Linked DNA regions of Mus musculus: all the other regions are linked to region 1. A link is a contact called in public Hi-C and promoter capture Hi-C data. All regions are on one chromosome and are shown on one strand. Each heading gives the region's core, a stretch centred on a gene start, on an enhancer-like site or on the middle of the called end of the contact. The rest is flanking DNA. Distances are from core to core; before and after follow the strand shown. Region 1 holds the start of Epb41l4b (erythrocyte membrane protein band 4.1 like 4b). Region 2 holds the start of Elp1 (elongator complex protein 1). Region 3 overlaps Ctnnal1 (catenin (cadherin associated protein), alpha-like 1). Region 4 holds the start of Ctnnal1 (catenin (cadherin associated protein), alpha-like 1).

Region 1 (2,676 bases), core at 112-2,611:
GAATTCCTACCACCCAGTTACAGACTGTCCGGAGGCCTAAACACTCCGGACAATCTGTAACTCATCTAAAGCTCAATTACTGCGGTGTCTTCAGTCATGCCCAAAGATTCCCGAAGGCACCGTCTGCCGCAGCGCAGTGGGCGCCCGTTAGTGCAGCGTTTGATAGGATCTGACTGGCCCCTTCGGCCAAAAAGGCTCTTTTGGCGGCTGGACTCCCTGTCGGAGACACTGGCGCTGGCCTAGCTTGCCACTGGAACTGGGCCCGGGTGCAACCACCTGTGGGTGTGTGAACCGGACGCAGGCCCTGGTGCTGCCACCCCGGGATGCCCTGAACGAACCACGCAAACTGCCGGGTGTGGGAGAGAGTGGGTAGGCCAGTCCAGAGGGGACCGGGGCCAACTCCCAGCACGCCAAGGCTTATCTCTCCGTTCAAAGCGGACCTGGCCTGAGTTGGCTCCCAAGTCGCTCCACTCCCTGCGAGGTTGTGAGCCAGGGAGCACTTTGGGATAGGCTCCCTATGGGGGCCATCCACGGGGAATCGGGAGAAGGCAGAGCGGCAAAACTGTTCCCTAAGCCTCTTCCCAAACTTGGGGCACCTGCTGAGCAGCAGGCAAGGATTTCTTCTCCACCAAGGCCTGATACCCAAAGCGGGATACCCCGGAACAGCCCTGCGTCGCTTGAAAAATTCTACTCAATCCAGCAGCCGAAGGCCAACATTGGCAGGGAATGCCAGCCACCTGCGCCAAGGGGAGGGGACGTAGGGACGTGTGCATGGGATAGCATGGGGTAGGAGTGAGGCACAAAAATCCTAGGTGGTCGCCAAAGAAGGGCGCCGCAACCCTGCGGTTGCAAGGTGCCAAAGACTGGGCCCCAGAGCATACCCGGGCTGGTGGTCTGGGAGGGTTCATGGCTGGGGAAGATTGGCAGAAGATGGGGGAGGGGTCCCCAAAAAACAGCCCGGGTAGCTTCCCAGAGAGAAAGAAAGACTGGGACAGGGGGTTCTGACCCAAGCAGAGCAGGCTGCTAGTGCCCCGCACGCGCCGCGTCACTCACCGGCAGGTCCACGCTCACTTCGGTTCCGTCGAGCAGGAAGACACGGCAGTAAAGGGTGGCCTTGGCAGCTCCCGAGGCGGAGATGTGCACAGCCGCGCCGCCGGTGAGCAGGGGCCCGCCGCCGGCCGGGAATACGCTGCCCCCGGGCGCGGCGGGCAGCACCGAGGAGCTGGCGGCGGCAGCCGGGCCCCCTCGCGGCCCCCCGTCGCGCTCGTCCCCCAGCCCGGCGGCCCCGCGCCCCGCCGCGCCCCGCGCGTAGCGCTGCATGGAGCGGCGGCCAAAGGTCCGGCGCAGGAACCGCAGCATCCTGGCCGGGGGCGCCCCCTGCCTCCGCCCCCTGCGCTGCCGCCGCGCCGCCGCCCGGGAGCGCCCGGCGCCGCCGTCAGTGCCCGCCGCGCCGCGCCGCCTCCCGCGGGCTGCGGCCCGGGGCTCGCTCCCGCCCCAGCCGAGGCCGCCGCCGCGCTCCGGCCGCCCGCGGGACGCGTCGGCCGGGCCAGCGCCCGCCGAGAGTAGCCGCGCGGGAGAGAACGCGCACAGGCGGCCCGGGGGACCGTCCCGCTGCTGTCGCCGCTGTCGCTGCCGCGCGCTTGGGGCGGTCGGTCGGTGCCGGCTGCTGCGTGGCCGCTGCCCCGCGAAGAGCGCCGCGGGGGGACCCGGCTGCGGGCTGCTCCCGCGCCGCGCGCCGGCCGAGGGCCAGCCGGAGCAAAGCGCCTGCGTGCTCCCGGCGCGCTCGCTCCCACTCGCGCCGCGCCCGGCCCGAGGAGGCCCCCGCCGAGCGCCCGCTCCCGGGGCGCCTTTTCCTGCGCCCGCAGCCCCCGCCTCCCACCTGGGAGGGCTGCACCTCCAGCCGCCGCCGCCGGCACTGCAGCACGCCCTCCTCCCCCGGGGCTGCGCCGGGCTTGTGCTGCCCCCTGCCGGCCCGAGCGCCCCCTGCTGCTGTAGGTGCGCTCACGTGCGTACACGTAGGTGAGCACACACGTGTTTCCGGGCGCGCAGGACCCCCTAGAAGTCCAAGAGTTCCTCCTGCTTGACCAGATGAAGAAAATAAGACTGTCTCCTTCCAGGGAAGTCTTACCCCTAGGGCAAAGAAAAACACGGCTCTTTCTGGAAGAAAAACAAAAACAAAAACAAAACACCAACCGTACTCAGTTTCTCCTTCTGCAGAAGTGGAGTAGGCGACCTAGAAGGTCCCTGCCACTTAATGAAATTCTATCTGCTTAAAATCTCAACCCTGGCTGGAGCTTTAACCTGCCAGTCCAACGGACCCGTTCCAAACAAGAAAATTGAGGCCTGCGAGGAGGGGAAGTACTTTTCCATACTCCTTTGGAGACACCCTGCTTCAAGGACCTCGCCCATGCCCAGAATTAAGGAAAGGTCCTGCATAAGCTATTGCTACTGAGAAGGTTGGTCAAGGTTGGACAGACTCCTGGGAAGCGAAGCAGAACATAAGAATGAATTGCATAGGGCACATGGAGCAAACTGGAGACAGCGAATTGCTAACAATCAATGCCCACAGGTTCAGGGTTTGCCCACAGACAAGTGAGTTGTCCTGTGTTGCAGAAAGGAATGTGGGAAATGAAGCTGAAAGGAGGCCAGGCCTTTGGGGAGAATAACACTACTGTT
Region 2 (2,676 bases), core at 110-2,609, 340 kb before region 1:
AACAACTATCTATAACTCCAATTCCAGGGAACCCCATGCCTTCTTCTGGCCTCCATGGTCACTTGGTAAAAAGGCAAACTCATTAATCTCTCTAATGCCCCAATTCTTTTAGCATGAAAACCGACTTCTCTAAATTGTCATTCTGACACTGCTCACTCATTTAACTTTTTGGAGTTACACAGTCCTGTAGTTTTCTCAATGCTTTCAAAGTTAGGAAACATCTTCCAAATGTTTCTAGGATCATAATCTGCTAACAGCCTTCCTTTGGCACCTCCAACTGCACCTCCCTTGACTCCACCCACACATGTTCTAAGAGGTGCTTTCATACAACTTTGATCATGTCCCAAAATTCTGACCATTGATCCACTTTCTCCCCTACCTTCAGGCTTGGTAGCTCACTAAAGGGAAGATTAGATAAACCTATATACCTTGTAAATGAACAAGACCAAACTAAACATTAAACTCACATTAAAATCAATCCTGATATTATCATAAGCTGACCCTTACAAGCATATGAAATGCAACCTGAAAAACAGAGAACCTGCTGATCTCTTATCAAATAATAGCTCATCCTGGCTTGGGACTTATTGTCATCTCTGTTTCCACAAACTAAAATTTGTCTTTGTCTCTTTTTCTTTCACTTACACATCGAGATATTTGCTGGTTATATATCATGGTTCTCAATACGCAAACGAATCCTTTACACAATACCTAAGATCCGTTATGTGACTTACAACAAAACCTTGCCAAATGTTAGGCCCTAAAGACAAAAGACTATAAAATCACAGCCATCACAGAAATCCCGGCTTAGGTACACCAGGTAGGGAAGCACGAGATACACTACTTCATAGAAAAGTCCCAAATGCGAGCGAGAAGGGACCCGCAGCACAGCACAGAGGCCTCTATTTACCTATCACCTTCCACGACAAGCTGGTAGAGGTTTTATCTACACGCTACAAGGAAACCCGCAATTGGGGTACCGGACCCTCATCCCTCGCAGCGCCCCAAGACGGCCCCGGGGAAAACGTGTACAGAAAGCATCCGAAACTCGAAGAAAGAAGAGGTCCACGCCCGGCCCGCCGGCGCGCGCAGGCAGAAGCGCGTGCATCTCCCCTGCACCAGAACAGCCCTGGACAGCAAGACCAGGCCGCACACAGCGGCTCGGACTGGGACGGGCGAATGCTCACCTACGACGCCCTCGAGGCGGCTCCGAGCCCTCACGGCGCACTGGGTTTGGAAAGGAACCGCCGATGCACACGGGAGACGAGAAACACGATCCACTGAAGGGCGAAACACGCCAGGTAGCACCAGAAAGGCGGCGCGGACGTGGCGTCACCCGCGAGGCGCGCTGAGTGACGTCACCGGGTGGGTGTGGCCAGACGCGCCTCCTCAGGAGCTCGAGGGTGCTCAGAGGGTCCAGGGGATCGGGGAGCCCTCACCCGGCAGAGGCAGGACCTTGCTGTCTGCTGTCCCTCAGCTCTTTGACACCCGGTTGTTTTTGCCCCACAGTTGGGCTTTGGCCCAGGATCACAGGTGACTGGGGTCGGGGAGGGAGTTTGGCCGCCAGCCGGGGAGTCGCGCGCGTGCGCACGACACCAACCGGCTCCCACGCGCCGGAACTACGCTCCTGGACTAGAGGGATGGAAGAGCTCCGCTGCCCCGAAGCCAAGCTGGCGCCACCAGAGGTAGTCATAGCTACCGAAGCCCCGCCACCCTCCCTTGTGGATCGATACTTCACTCGCTGGTATAAAGCGGGTAAGTGCGGGATGGTGGTGAGCTCCGCTTTACCGCACGGGTGCAGGCACTTCTGCCACGCGATGCAAGCCACCCGTGCTCTTCCCTGAGCATCCTAGTCCCAGGAATACAGATTTGCGCTGATGAAGAGCTAAAATAGGCGCTTTCCTTCGTGGGAACCGCAGCGCCATGTGTGGGTTGTTTGCAGGAAAGGACGTGAACTAAACTAAGGAACTCCGCGTTGGTCTATCTGGGCTTTCCCCACACTACTAAGGGTTGGTGTGCTTGGAGGGATCAATCCTACGCCGAACCGGGAAGAAACCTTAGGCATGGAGAGAAAAATTAAGAAATGTTAAGGAAGCAGTATCTAGTGTTAAGAAGAAACTGTGCATATTGTCCACTGGACGTTTGAAATAGGCTTCTCTGGTGTTCGTTCTGCCAAGAAAATACCGATACCACCTTTGGGGATCCTCCTCTAGCCTCTATTTTAGCCTTTTTAAATTCAGGGAAACCGGTAGACCCACATATAATATTTAGGATAAGCATCCTAAATTCTCTTTAGGACTGAATTTAAAAAAAAACGTGTGATTTTTGCATACCATCAAGACAGCCTCACAAAACACCACCATAATGTCAGCAATGTGGCGCTTATAATAGTGTTTCTCTAGGTGTACTCATTTTAAAGTGACAAGATGGAGGAGCTAAGAATGTTACCTGCCTTAACACTGAGTAAAGGATTCTATGTAAATTAGGCCACTTAAAATACTTCATAGCCTTTATTTACTTTGCCCACTGTGCTCAGCTTCGCAATGAACAATCTTCATGAACCAAAGGAGGTAATCACGTGGTAAATGCCAGTTCAACAACCTGCGACTCATTTATTCCTCTAGATGTTAAAGGAAAACCCTGTGAGGACCACTGTATACTCCAGCACTCCAACCG
Region 3 (2,676 bases), core at 63-2,562, 310 kb before region 1:
TCTTCTTCCTCTTCTTCCTCTTCCTCTTCTTCTTCTTCTTCTTCTTCCTCTTCTTCTTCCTCTTCCTCTTCCTCTTCCTCTTCCTCTTCTTCTTCTTCTTCTTCTTCTTCTTCTTCTTCTTCTTCTTCTTCTCCTTCTTCTCTTCCTTTTTTTTTTAAACTAGCAGATCCATGGTAACATTTTTAATGAGTTAAGATCAGCTGGAATTTGGGGGGTGGGTGGGTAAGGGGGACTTTTGGTATAGCATTGGAAATGTAAATGAGCTAAATACCTAATAAAAAATGGAAAAAAAAAAATCAGCTGGAATTATAATTATACAGCAAGTGCCAGGTGACTCCCTGGGTTGGGGCAGAGTGGGAGAGTTCAGGAAGGGTCAGAGGTCTTCTCATTGTCCTCCTCCCTTCTCCACTCAGCTTTCTGCCTTGGGTAGCTAACTTGGGTTTGCCATAGCTGTGTTTGGACAGAGGAAAGGAAAGAGAAGTTCTTTCCTTTACTGGGTCACCCTGGGCCATCAATGTGCTTAGTTCACAGACTTCCAGGTTCTGCCTCCCCCACCAACTTGCCCTGGCTCTGTAATCACGGGCTCCCCCACAACTGTCTATGCAACACTGAGCCCAGCTCTCTTGCTAAGCACTTGTCACGGCATGCTAGCTTCAGACTCAAACAGAAACAGCGTTACTCCACTGCACCCCAGAGCCCAGTCTGAGAAAACAAAGAAAGGAATACTTAAAAATATATTTTATGGTTCTAGTACATTTTATTGTTTTGTTTTAGAGGCTAAACTATTGTCAGAACAGGGTAGACGTGTGTTATACCTTACAGATTCCAAAGAGAAGAGAAGGCAATACTCAGATGGGCAGTTAGTCAAAAACATGTGCTAATATTCTCTCCATAACTTTGCTATCATATGGTGAACCACAGTTTGTTTAATAAGCAAATCTATTACTCACCTCCACAAGCTGTTCTTTCTGCTCAGAGAGTTTACAGGCATACTCAGCCAAAGCTTCCAAATTTCCTTCTACTCCAGTAACTTTTAATGCTTTTAAAACCACATGATCAGCATGGAATTTTAACAGGTCGGCTGCCAGCTGCATGGCTGTACAATGGAGCTGAAGGAGACAGAAAGGCATCAGAGCAGGAAAGGAGACAAAAAAACGTTCATGACCCAGCAGCCGAGAAGAGCCCCAGTGACTACAGAAGAGAACCCCCACAGCGCTGAGGCGGAGCAGCCCCTGTGGTCACAGGAGAAGGCCTGGGATGCAGGGAAACATGGAACTCCTTCCAGCAGCCGGGTGTGTGGAGGACGAGCCCTGGCCACTCAGTGGAGGAGGAGCCTGGCCTCTGCACTCTGCCAGCCAGGCCTCTCCCACACAGCCTCTCTCCCTGTGGAACATGCTTCTGCTATTGATAAAGATGGTGAGAAGTGGGGCAGAATTAAGAGTTTACTGCTCAAGAGCTGGAGAGATGGCTCAGCTATGCAGAGGGCTGTCTGCTCCTCCAGAGGTTCTGGGTTGGATTCCCAGCAGCCACGTGGCAGCTCACAACCACCTGTAACTGCAGTCCCAGGGGATCTTTCACCATCTTCTGGCCACTTTGAGCACTAAGCATACACTTGGAGTCTAGATATACATGAAGGCCATACAGCCACAGACAGAAAAACTTAAAAATTTTCAATGTTAAATAAAACTTTAGTGTTCAGACTACTACAAGGAATATCTAACAGAGGGCCATATCATCAGCAGGTTTAAGGGGACAGTAATACAGCTCAAGCAAGGCCTAAATTTAATTGCCAGTATTGAATAAATAAAGAAAACAAAAACAAAAGGCAACAGTTGGGGTGAACAGCTCACCAATATGTAAAGGGTCTCAGTCTAATTTACAGCATTTAAGAATATCACTGTGGGGCTGGAGAGATGGCTCAGTGGGTAAGAGCACCTGACTGCTCTTCCGAAGGTTCGGAGTTCAAATCCCAGCAACCACATGGTGGCTCACAACCATCTGTAACGAGATCTGACTCCCTCTTCTGGAGTGTCTGAAGACAGCTACAGTGTACTTACATATAATAAATAAATAAATAAATAAATAAATAAATAAGTAAATAAGTAAATAAGTAAATAAATAAATCTTTTAAAAAAAAAGAATATCACTGTGTGTGTGTGTGTGTGTGTGTGTGTGTGTAAGTTACATGGCAGGTGGTTTGGGATTTGTTCAAAAAAATAAAATAAAAGGGACATTACTTTCAAGAAAACCTGACTATGAATTAAACCTGGTAGAATGAATCAATTTCTTTTCTCATTGAAGTAACCGGATGTCAATTCAAGTGATAGGATAGGACTTTGTATAAAATAAACAGTGGAGCTGTCTGCATTTATCAACCAAGTCAGAATAATCACAGCCAAAAAGGCACTAAACTACTTTCCTGTGTGTCACAGAAGGATTTTAAAGGACCTAATTCAACCAGCCGGGCCTTAGAGAATATCTAACACCACGTCTTTGTGCAACTTGTCCACAGCGGCTGAGTGACTTGCCAAGGTCTTATAGCTCTTAGGAAGGCAGTGAGGACAACTCATTAGCAACAAAAGAGGAAGAAGCCAGAACAAATACCCTGTTCCTGTCCGCGCTGTCCGAGGGCAGCTTTTCCCACCCTTAGATTAAAAGACTACGGCTGACGTGGTA
Region 4 (2,676 bases), core at 60-2,559, 280 kb before region 1:
AATTTCAGAAGCATATAAAACTACAATTTTCAAATATTTTTGCGACCAGGCTGGAACAGACAGTATTTAAAAGTCTATGGAATAGTGACAACCTCCCTTTCATTAAACGTGTTTATGTAAGGCATTGGTGGACAGGAGTTGAGGTTGTTGTAAGAAATCATCTTTTAATTTGGAGTCGGATAAGATAATTTAAGATTCTTTCTACCTCTAAAATCTTGGTAATCCTGGCATGAGTCACCAAGGTGTTACAGGCTTAGTATGAGTCACACATCGCCAACGCACAGCCAAAGACAAAATTCCTCCCTTGGTGTTTGGCACAGTACCATAGCTGTAGATGAGGAATTCTAGCCCTCGGGTTATGTATACCTCAGCTCAGAGAGACAAACTTTTTTTTTTTAATTAAGCACATCCTAGCTGATTCTAGACTTCTTTTATAACTCAAAATATAATAATGCACTAATCCCAACTGAGACCTTGCAAAAGGTGTGCATCAATCAGGATTAAGCACTCCTTCCTGTCACTCTACAGAGTTCTAGCAGACAGAGGTGGTGGGCAGGCAAATGACAGGGAGAGACAGGACAGGTGGCCGGAGTGGGTGGGAGTTGGGCGAGCCCACACATGACCAAGGGAACAGGACAAAGGCCTTGGAGAACACGCTGGAGTAAGAGGCAAACTGGAATGCCTTAGTCTGCACCCAGCGCCTGGGTCTGGCCTGCGATGCGGACAGCGACAGCGGCGGCCGACTGAGCAGCGGCCGCCAGCTTGGCTCTGGAAGTCAGAGAACCCCATAGGGGTCCTACTGACCCGCGGCTGGGCCTCACTCGGAGCCACTGGGCCAGGCGGGTCCGGCTGCCTAGGCCGAACAACGCACCTGCTGGGCTCCAGCGCTTCCAGCGCTTCACCGCGAGCCCAGGAGTAGCCGCCCGGCTCTGGGCCCCCACGCGAGTCCCGCCGTGCCGCCGTCTTGCTCGCGCAATGCGGGACAGCGCCGCCTCCCGCCCCGCCAAGCCGGACCGAGGAAAGAGCGCCCGCCGCCATCGCGGGCAGCGCACACGGGGACCAGGGGCCGCGGTACCTGAGAAACCAGGGGCAGAAGAGTCTGTTCCACCGAGCGCGTCCTGATCTCCAGTCCCGAGTCGAAGGTGAAGCCAGCCGCGTTGGAGGAGTGGACAGCTCCCGCACCGCCACCGCCCGGGACTGGAGAAGCGGCCATGGCCCTCCACCGATAGCACAGCGCGCTATCCGCACCTCTGCCTGCCCGCCAACCAGCCTCCGGGTTGCCCGCCGCCTCGCCGCACCGAGGCCCCACCCCTACCCTTGTGCCACTACTTCGGCCCCGCCTCCATGCGACCCTGGGCCCGTATCCCCGCCCCCAGGCCTGTACCACCGCGCGGGCCCCGCCTTCGAGGCCACCCAACTCTAGCTAGTTCTGCCCAGCACCCTAGCCGAGCCCCCTCTACGTCCCGCCCACTGACCCATAGTCTGGCGCGTAGCAGTCCAGGATCATCAGCTCCGCCTCTAGGGTGGCACGCCCCACCAGCTCCGCCCTAATACCTGGGCGGCCCCACCCATCCACTGCCATAGTCCCACCCCGCGGACCCGCCCTCTGGCCGCCCCTGTGCCTCTTTCCTCAAGGGTGAGTTCCAAAGCCTAATTTTATCTAGAGCAGGCCACCCGAGAGCCTCCACAAGTTTATGTGGCCTCTTACCAGAAGACAACTGTCCCCAACAAAGCTTTCCACCAAATCCATTTGCCTCAAAAGTCAATTCTGATTTCCCGTAAATATTTCTACATGTTTTTATGGTGTTGAACCTCTGCCCTGGGACTGAGACATCAATTACACTTGTAACCATCTTTCTTTCAATGGCTTCCGAGGAAAGACAGTCCCATTTCGCCTCCACTTCTATGTTCTGATTGTATCTCTTACAGAGTTGAAACATTTGATAATATATTCACATATCTTGATACTCAGCAAGAAGGCAGTGTATCTTGCAGTTACCTTTAGAATTCACCTTCAAGAGAATCAAAAACAAAAGTTTGGGCTCTGGCTAAATAATACCTTTTAAAAACTTGTAACATTGTTTCTAATATTAGCCAAGAACTAGCAGCATGTTAACTGCTCCTTGAATGAAAAGATGTGTCTGACTGAAGTCACTTAAGGCTAAGAATCCATTCTCTCAGCCCAACCATGAGCTCACACAGAATCCCTGTGGTGAGAAGAGGTGCCAAAGCGCCTTTTCCTCCAGTTTCCAGGAACAAAGCCAAGGAAGGCATTCAGAAGCCTGTGTCTTAAGAAAGATTCTACACTGACCTTAGGAAGGACCCAGCGACTGACTAAGCAGCACAATAAAGCATTTTTGAAGGACCATAGCTGCTAATGAGCACACGTGGGGGCAAAAAGGAATCTGAGACTGGCTTTCTTCATCAAGTTAGGCTGATGGATTCGGCTTGCAGTGTTGGAAGGGAAGCTGAAGGACTCAGTTTCACCTGCCCAAGCAGCATGGGCATCTCCGGTAATGGTATAAAAGAGCTCCTGAATTCAACTCATCCTCCAATTCTTTTTTTCTTGTAAAGTGTGTCTACACGTGGGCATGTGTCCGTGAGGGCAGTGCCTGAAGGACAGAGGCATCAGATCTCCTGGAGCTGAATTAAGGGGGTTACCAGCCGTCCAACATA

The links. Promoter capture Hi-C pulls out the DNA fragments that hold promoters and counts their contacts. A called contact is a pair of places that touch in the nucleus more often than the background predicts.
Region 2: a Hi-C map of LSK cells shows a contact between it and region 1, with 4 times the contacts expected there. The contact joins the promoter of Elp1 here to the promoter of Epb41l4b in region 1. A contact is called at or near these places in 10 of 39 promoter capture datasets (the 3T3-L1 cell line, cranial neural crest, fetal liver and 6 more), 1 of 15 datasets of contacts at CTCF or cohesin (large pre-B cells), 2 of 484 Hi-C or Micro-C datasets (LSK cells and embryonic stem cells) and 3 of 115 datasets of contacts at active chromatin or transcription factors (the 230-238 cell line, large pre-B cells and pancreatic cancer cells).
Region 3: a contact with region 1 is called in a promoter capture Hi-C map of pre-B cells. The contact joins the enhancer-like site here to the promoter of Epb41l4b in region 1. A contact is called at or near these places in 8 of 39 promoter capture datasets (the 3T3-L1 cell line, cranial neural crest, frontonasal cranial neural crest and 4 more), 1 of 115 datasets of contacts at active chromatin or transcription factors (large pre-B cells) and 1 of 9 other capture datasets (adipose tissue).
Region 4: a contact with region 1 is called in a promoter capture Hi-C map of pre-B cells. The contact joins the promoter of Ctnnal1 here to the promoter of Epb41l4b in region 1. A contact is called at or near these places in 11 of 39 promoter capture datasets (the 3T3-L1 cell line, cranial neural crest, embryonic stem cells and 7 more), 4 of 484 Hi-C or Micro-C datasets (embryonic stem cells, nephron progenitors and neural progenitor cells) and 4 of 115 datasets of contacts at active chromatin or transcription factors (embryonic hindbrain, large pre-B cells, neural tube and 1 more).

The regions. Positions count from the first base shown.
Region 1 is chr4:57,141,795-57,144,470 of GRCm38.p6, forward strand. Epb41l4b (erythrocyte membrane protein band 4.1 like 4b) reads right to left here and starts at 1,362. Exons shown (of 25, transcript NM_001355492.1): 1 at 1,054-1,362. The coding sequence starts at 1,359. LOC108168956 reads right to left here. Exons shown (of 2, transcript XM_017320489.1): 2 at 1,464-2,197. The coding sequence ends at 1,464.
Region 2 is chr4:56,800,972-56,803,647 of GRCm38.p6, forward strand. It overlaps Elp1 (elongator complex protein 1), which reads right to left and starts at 1,360. Exons shown (of 37, transcript NM_026079.3): 1 at 1,188-1,360. It overlaps Abitram (actin binding transcription modulator), which reads left to right and starts at 1,358. Exons shown (of 6, transcript NM_001081420.1): 1 at 1,358-1,755; 2 at 2,625-2,676. The coding sequence starts at 1,641.
Region 3 is chr4:56,828,534-56,831,209 of GRCm38.p6, forward strand. It overlaps Ctnnal1 (catenin (cadherin associated protein), alpha-like 1), which reads right to left. Exons shown (of 19, transcript NM_018761.3): 9 at 951-1,109. Among named protein-coding and RNA genes, the nearest start is that of Elp1, 28 kb to the left of the region's middle. Within about 2 kb of position 1,313, at least 97 of the 459 cell types and tissues checked have an H3K27ac peak or open chromatin away from gene starts, as enhancers often do. A contact at or near this core is called in adipose tissue, where this site is marked.
Region 4 is chr4:56,863,902-56,866,577 of GRCm38.p6, forward strand. It overlaps Ctnnal1 (catenin (cadherin associated protein), alpha-like 1), which reads right to left and starts at 1,310. Exons shown (of 19, transcript NM_018761.3): 1 at 1,076-1,310. The coding sequence starts at 1,213.